Regions from separate parts of the Mus musculus genome. Here region 1 is linked to region 2. A link is a contact called in public promoter capture Hi-C data. All regions are on one chromosome and are shown on one strand. Each heading gives the region's core, a stretch centred on a gene start, on an enhancer-like site or on the middle of the called end of the contact. The rest is flanking DNA. Distances are from core to core; before and after follow the strand shown. Region 1 overlaps Tceanc2 (transcription elongation factor A (SII) N-terminal and central domain containing 2). Region 2 overlaps Ssbp3 (single-stranded DNA binding protein 3).

Evidence for each region. Capture Hi-C pulls out chosen DNA fragments and counts their contacts.
Region 1: a contact with region 2 is called in a promoter capture Hi-C map of adipose tissue. The contact joins two enhancer-like sites. A contact is called at or near these places in 4 of 39 promoter capture datasets (fetal liver, frontonasal cranial neural crest, hematopoietic stem and progenitor cells and 1 more), 6 of 484 Hi-C or Micro-C datasets (the G1E-ER4 cell line, brown adipocytes, embryonic stem cells and 3 more), 1 of 115 datasets of contacts at active chromatin or transcription factors (embryonic stem cells) and 3 of 9 other capture datasets (adipose tissue, liver and pancreatic islet).

What each region holds. Positions count from the first base shown.
Region 1 is chr4:107,138,885-107,142,572 of GRCm38.p6, forward strand. Tceanc2 (transcription elongation factor A (SII) N-terminal and central domain containing 2) reads right to left here. Exons shown (of 5, transcript NM_025617.2): 5 at 1-915. The coding sequence ends at 727. Among named protein-coding and RNA genes, the nearest start is that of Tceanc2, 38 kb to the right of the region's middle. Within about 2 kb of position 1,482, at least 44 of the 459 cell types and tissues checked have an H3K27ac peak or open chromatin away from gene starts, as enhancers often do. A contact at or near this core is called in adipose tissue, where this site is marked.
Region 2 is chr4:107,045,634-107,049,385 of GRCm38.p6, forward strand. Ssbp3 (single-stranded DNA binding protein 3) reads left to right here. Exons shown (of 18, transcript NM_023672.2): 15 at 683-761; 16 at 1,609-1,637; 17 at 1,731-1,832; 18 at 2,391-3,752. The coding sequence ends at 2,420. Among named protein-coding and RNA genes, the nearest start is that of Mrpl37, 19 kb to the right of the region's middle. Within about 2 kb of position 2,373, at least 27 of the 459 cell types and tissues checked have an H3K27ac peak or open chromatin away from gene starts, as enhancers often do. A contact at or near this core is called in adipose tissue, where this site is marked.

The DNA of each region.
Region 1 (3,688 bases), core at 232-2,731, 92 kb after region 2:
GACACATGTAGATGTATTTCATTGAAAATCTTCACGTATGCATTTTTCTTCTTACAGCAGTAAGTCACTGCAAGAGAAATTTCATTATGCATCTTCAACAGAGGCTGTATTCAAATGAACCCCGAGGTGCAGGGAGGCTTCAGGCCAGCTCCTCATTAGAGGCCTCAGCATGGGGGCTCAGGAGCCCCTCCCCGAAGGTCTTCCAGGGAGAGCTGAAAGGCTCAGATAAGTGAGCGGTGGCAAGCAGGGCTGGTCGCAGGCTCCAGTGGGCTCACCCCTGGGGTAGAGCAAAGAGAGCAGACGGGAGTTCTGAGAGGCTTCGGAGCTGTCTAAACTCAGGGGGCTGGAACCGCGTGAGGAGCAGCGGTAATTGAGTTTCAGTTACCTGCAGGGTGGCGAAATAAAGTGGTAACTTCATCTGCTGACATGGGGGAGTTTAGAGGTGTCCTTGGCAAGCTCACAGTGAAACCTGTCACCCTTCCATTGTGCTGGGTGATGGTGACTGGATGGCACTTCCCAGTGACAGCCCCGTTCATCCCGTCAGGCAGCGCCAGCGCAAGGCAGCTAATGAAGCCGCCCCCACAGGCCTATCTCCCAGGGCTCCCCACGTTCTGTCTGAAGGAATGGCACCATGGGAATATCCAGCACAGCCAACATCCGCATCACCCAAACTCAAAAGAGGCTTTGAATGGTGGCGCGAGGCCCGGTGCTGGGCCCGTCCCCGGGTCACTTTTTGTGGGTCTGTACAAACGTGCCGACCGGCAGCGCTCCGCTCTTCACCTGCTCCCGGATCTCAGCTCGGTGCTTTAATGTGAAGACCAGAGCGCGTACCGTCCTCCGGTAGGGCCCGTTAATGAGCCGGGAGCAGAGATGAAACGTTTCCCGCTCAATATTTTCAACCAGTAGGTGATCCATCTGAAAAACAGCAAAATTATCAAATTAGGGCCTTGCGTTGCATAAGGATTAAAGCAAGAGAGGCTGGCGCTCTCTGCTCTGGGGCTTCCATTAATCAACTGAAATTCAAGGACATCTACTTCCTGTCACAAGAGAAACAGGAAGAGCAAATTAATTCCACCCTGGCAATTAAGGAACAAGGCCATGTGCTTTGTGACAGGGACCTCATTCACAGCCCCTGCCGGGTGGTAATATTTGCCATTATAACAGGAAACCGGCACCAGGCCCTGTGCTTTACCAACCAGGAAGCGGGGGCCCAAGGATAATAAATCAGAGTGACGATGCGTACCTCTTTGTTTTAAACGTGCCTTTTAACTTCATATAACATCTTAGATGTGCTGGTCTGGACCCTGGGATGCTTACAGAGCAGTTTATAAATCATGCTCATGTTTAATATTCGTAACTGATTATCACGTTTTACATCTGAGGAGGAGTTTCACAACTGAAGGGGCAGGGCTGGACACAGCCTGACTCCAGAGTTCAAGCATTCTTCCCTTCAGCAGAGACACTCCTTGGCTGAGTCTGGATGGGGAAGCCAACCGGACAGGGTCTCTAACAGTGCGGGTGATCTGCCCCAGGTCCAGGCCAGGCCGAGGTCATAGACCTAATCAAGGGCAGCCTCTGTGGCTGGTCAGGGACTTCCAACCAAGCCCACTTTTCCAGGCCCACCTCCTAGTAGCCAGGGCTGCCTTTCCCTAGGAATCACTCTGCTGGTTTATGTCAATTTAACACCAGGTAGTCATCTGAAGGAGGGAGCTTTAACTGAAAATGTCTGCGGAAGGTCAGGCTGCAGGCAAGTCCGTATGGCCTGCCTGCCTGCCTGCCTGCCTGCCTGTCTCTCTCCCGCCCTCCCTTCCTCCCTCCCTCCTTTTTTGTTTTTTAAAGAAAGGGTTTCTCTGTGTAGCTCTGGCTGTCCTGGAACTCATTCTGTAGACCAGGCTGGGCTCACACTCAGATCTGCCTTCCTCTGCCTCTGCCTCCCAAATGCTGGGATTAAAGAAAGGCATATGCCACCACACCTGGCTGTAGAGCATTTTCTTATTTTGTGGTAAGGCCTAGTCCACTGTGGGTAGTACCACTCTGGGTTGGTGGTCCTAGGTTCTGTAAGAAAGCAGGGTGAACAAGCCAGGGGAGGCAAGCCAGTAAGCAGCACCCCTCCATGGCCTCTGTGTCTCCTGCCTCTGGGTTCCTGCCCTGCTTGAATTCTTGCCTTGGCTTCCCTAAGTGAACTGTAATTCAGGGTGTTTCATCACAGCAACAGTAATCCTAACCAAGACACTCTGCTATGTTGGTATGTCAAGTTTAAGCAACCCCTACTCCAACACACACACACACACACACACACACACACACACACACACACACACACACAGGGAAAATAAAAAAACCTTAGTGCAAAGACTGAGAGTTCTTTAGGCTGCAACAATGTCCTCAGCGTTCCTTGATCACTGTCACAATACACTGCAGTTCCCCTGGTAAAACATCCTTCCAAATTGGAATCCTATTTACTTATGTACTGACTGGTGCTGGACACTGAACTGGGAACCTTACACGTGCTAGGCACAGGCTCCAGCACTGAGTTGTAGTCACAGCCCAGACCAGTTCATTTCTCTCTCTTCAGCCCTTCTTAGGCACTTAGTGTGGCCACGACACCCGGCTCAGTAAGAGTTTCTATTGCTGTGACAAACACCGAGACCAAAGCAACTTGGACGAGGAAAGCGTTTATTTGGCTTAGGCTTCCACATCATTGCTCATCATCAAAGGAAGTCAGGAACCTGGAGGCAGAAGCTGGTGCAGAGACCATGGAGGAGTGCTGCTTACTGGCTTGCACGCCCGTCTTCCTTCTATCACCCAGGATGAAATCCATTAGTTACCAAATGCTAAGGTTTGCTTAGCTTCATGTGCAAGGAAGCTTTTATAAAAAGGGGGCGTGGTTATCAAAGGAAGAGGGCATGCTTCTGTTTCCACAACAGGTCACAGCCATGCCATGGGAATGAAGTACACACACACACACACACACACACACACACACACGCACATTCAGATAGCTTTGACATTCAGATAGCTGGACCCTCATATATGCACCATTCAGCAGTCACTACTCTCTCAGGTCTGATCTGGGGGATCCAGCGCAAAAGATCCTATTCTCCTCTGGACACTCACAGCATAGAAAGATGGCACGTTCTCAGACATCATGGCGGTAGTGCCTTTGATCCCAGCACTCAGGAGGCAGAGGTAAGCAGATCTCTGAGTTTGAGGCCACCAGCCTGGTCTACACAGTGAGTTCCAAGACAGCCAAGGCTACACAGAGAAACCCCTGTCTAGAAAATACCACCACCACCATCAGAGAGCAAGAGAAGAGAGGCTATGTAACATATATAGATAACGTAGGGCATCATAGATAACCACAGGGCATGAGCGCCAGGCACAGTGGTGTATATCCTAACTCTTAGGAGACCAAGGCAAGACAAGCCAGTTCAAGACTAGCCTGAGCTTTAGAGGAAGATCATGTCAAATATAAGCAAACAAAGCAAAGGGTGGACCTGGGGCAGCATGGCCAGGGCTGTGCTGGAGTGTAACGGACAACAGGCGCACCTAGGAGTTCTCATGCTTCCTGCTAAGTCCAGGGCAGTCGGAGTAAAGACAGAGATGCATACAAAGTGCCACATACAAAGCCCCGCTGTTTAGATAGCTTCCCTGCATGAATGAAAGCTACTTTTGACTGATCCAAACC
Region 2 (3,752 bases), core at 1,123-3,622:
GTCAAACCTTGTCTAGCCCCTCCCACCCCCATCTAGACTGCACCTCAGGCACTGGCTCCCGCATAGGCTCAGCCTCACCTCAGCACCCTGACATGTGGCCTTGTGTGCTTGCTTCCCCATGTGGACTTGGCAGCTGCAGACAGAATGAAGTGACATGTGCTCTTCACCAATGCTCCCTGAAACTCAACATGTCTGAGGTATAGCCACATAGCAGGCTCTTGTTCCACTCTCTGCTCCACCGGGAGACTATGCAAAGCACTCCCCACGCAGTGACAAGTTTGAATCAATTGGTCTAACCTGTGTTGTAGTCAACATACTTTTCTGTGCAACAATGGTTAGTGAACCAGGCACCTCACCAGAGTGGTTCAAGTCCTGTAAGGAGGCCCAGGAAAATGGCGAGCTGGCTGTTACAGAGCCTGGTGGCTTTAGCCTGCTTCCTTTCCCTCTGAGTTTGTTCTTTTGACTATTACATAGACTCGGGTTCCTCCACTCAGCACTCAGCCCCGAGGCCCAACCAGCACCCAGTGCTTAAGTCTGCACAGGGAGACCCATCAGCCTGGAGCATCCTGGGTGCTCTGCTAAGCTGCTGGGACCTGAGGCCTGAGCCTTTGAAGGCATTTGGGAAGCAGAAAAGGGGTGCGAAGGGCCTGGGTCCACTAACCAAGCCCTGCTTACCCCACAGTTTCCAATGGGTCCTGGCTCAGACGGCCCAATGGGAGGCATGGGCGGCATGGAGCCCCACCACATGAATGGATCCCTAGGTAAGCCGGCTCCTACACACACTCCAGCTGCCCAGGCAGCGGCCTCTGCTTTAGCTCCTGGTCACTGGGCCTGGGACACTGTTGGCCTTGACTGGGCACCTAGAAAGTCCTGAGCAAAAGCTGCTGCCTAAGCAGGTGGTGGGGGTTGGAGGTGGGGGTGACCCCTCCAAGTAAATAATGTGAACTCAGGTGCAGACACAGAGCGGAAAGGGCTCCCACAGAAGAGCAATCCAGCAACTGGAGCGTTTGTACACACGTCCTAAAGGTCACAAGTTTCAGGCCTGCCTGGATAACACACAGTAAGGACTTGTTTCAAAATAAAGAGAAAATGAACTGAAGGTGTAGTCCAGTATTCAGGCACTCACTAGAGCATGCACGGGACCTGGTAAGATCCCCAGTTTAGAAAGACGAAACAGGCAGGGCACATTGGGCATGTCTTCATTCTGAGCACTCAGGATACGGAGGTGAGCATGGCTCTCCTGGCTCAGCTGGGCAAGATCCTGGTTCAAAACAGCAGATGGGGCGAGAAAATGGCTTAGGTGGTGATGTGTTTGTCATACATGAGGACCTGGCACCCATGGAGAAGCCAAACCCAGTGACACACACTTACACACAAACTCAGTGGCACACACTTAGAATACTAGCACTGTGGAGGCAGAAACAGAAAATCTGTAGTAGAATCAGCAAATTGAATCCAGGTTCAGTGAAAGAGCCCATCTCAAAGGAAGGTCAAGAGTACCTCCACCCGTGTACACACACATACATGAAAACACGCACCTGCATACCCCCCACAGCCCCCCACAGCCCCCAATCCACCATGCTGACTCGGTTTCTTCTTCCTTCTTAGGATCAGGTGACATAGATGGACTTCCAAAAGTGAGTGGCACTTGATGTCCCCTCCCTCGGTGTCATCCTGTGTGTTTGGTCAGGTTTGGGCAATATGGACTCACCTGCTCATGTCTTCCACAGAATTCTCCTAACAACATAAGTGGCATTAGCAATCCTCCAGGCACCCCTCGCGATGACGGCGAGCTAGGGGGGAACTTCCTCCACTCCTTCCAGAACGACAATGTAAGCCCCTGCCTGCCATACTGACCCCTCTAGTCCTTGGGTCCCAGTGGTCCCCTTAGGCCTAAGGGCTCCGTGACTGTGTGTCAGCCAGCTGTCTTTCACCTGCAGAGCCCCAGCCATTCATTGTTTTCTGCTCCCTGGTCCTTCCAGGGGCACTGTGTGGAGTGGGAGTCCTGGATTGAGTTGAGGCATGTGGCCTTCTCTGTCCATTCTCATTAATGAAAGCATTTTTCAAGGTCCCAGACTTTCCCCAGCCTACAATACCTTCAGGAACCCTGACTCGCTAAATCCAGTACCCTACTGTCTTGCTTCCCCCAACGAGCTGACTCCAAAGGATAAGAACTAGAGGCCATTTGTGCTGCCAGAGTTCCTGGCAAGGACTGGAACTGAGCTGGTCTCATAGGTGTCACCTAGCTCCTGCCTCCTTCCCCTGTCCCTACCTATTGTGCCACCAGGTTGGCTGGGGTCAGCACTGTGCAGTAAGCCTTCAGCAGGCTATTGGCCCATTGGCAAGTCCATGGCCTCCTCCCCTGATCCTCATCTGTGCTTTCCCTGCAGTATTCTCCGAGCATGACGATGAGCGTGTGACCCCCTCCGAGACGCTGGGAGCCAGCATTGCAGGCAGAAGATGCCAAGAATTATGCAAGAAGTGAGGTGTCCATACCAGGAGCTGGGGGAGGGCATCTCCTGCTCCCTCCACCCTCCCATTCACTCCCCCACCTTCCCCAATTTTAGTTTCATGCAATAAAAAGGCCAAACTTTTATTCCGTAAAACATGAAGGACAAAACTCAAAAATATATTTCAAGTCAACGGCCAGAAAACTCTCACCTTCTTCCCGCCCAAAAGGACCTTTCTGTACATGACACTTTTTGTTGGTTTTTTTGTTTGTTTGGGATTTTACCGTTGCTGGGATTTTAAATTTGTTTTTTTTTTCCCGGGGTGGGGGGTGTTCTTTGGGGGAATTTTTTTTTTAATGGAAGCTTCTAGCAAGCCCTATGCCCCACCCCAATCAACCTCTTTGCTTTCTTCTTTAAAAAAAGGAAAAAAGGAAAAAGAAAAAAAAGGAAAAAGAAAAAAAAGGCCAAAAAAAAAAAAAAAAAAGGAAGAAAACCCCACAAGCCCTGCTGTCTGTCCCCAAGTCCTACCACCAGAAAAGCTGGTCTAGGTGTGCAGTGTCACACTGACGTTGTAGCCATCTAAAATAATAATAATAAACTGGACAGTTTGCAATTGCTGGTTTATTTCAAAAGCTGTTTGGGGAAAAGGAACAGAAACCAACCCTTTCCACATGGGCCTTGGGGTTTGCAAAGCTGGGCGAGGAGATGCAGGTGTCAGCTTTGCTCTGGCTTGACTGGCCATCACAACACACTGGGCCAGAGGACCCAGAGCCTGCTGTCACCCAACAGAGACCATCGCTGTGATCCAGCGTACACACTGTTCCAGGATGGCTGCCTCTTCTCCAGACCTCTCGTGCCAAGCCACTGGGGCCTCCAGTCTTTCGATCCCCACCGTTTCCTGGCAAGAGTCCTGCTGGCTGGGTAGTGGCCCAGGCCAAGGAGGAGAGGCCCCGCCAACGGGATGACTACAATCTGGGCCATAGCCCTGACCTCCATATTCTGGTCCCGAGCTCCTCACATAGTGCGCACTGGCAGGGCAGGCTGAGGTTGTGGTTTTCTTTTTTTTCCTCCTGTTTGTCCTTTTTCAGAGATGGGTGTTGGTTGGAATTGCTCTGTATTTGCTTGGGACTGGATGGACAGACTTCGGCATTGCTGTGGGGGTGGGGGAGCACCAGCAACCAAACAGACACTGTTTCTGGTCCTGTTTTTATTTTCAAAAACCGATGAACCTGATGATGGAGCCTGTCCCCTCCGAGGAGGGGTGACTTGGCTGCCCTGGCCTCTCCCCGTGGCAACCTTTGT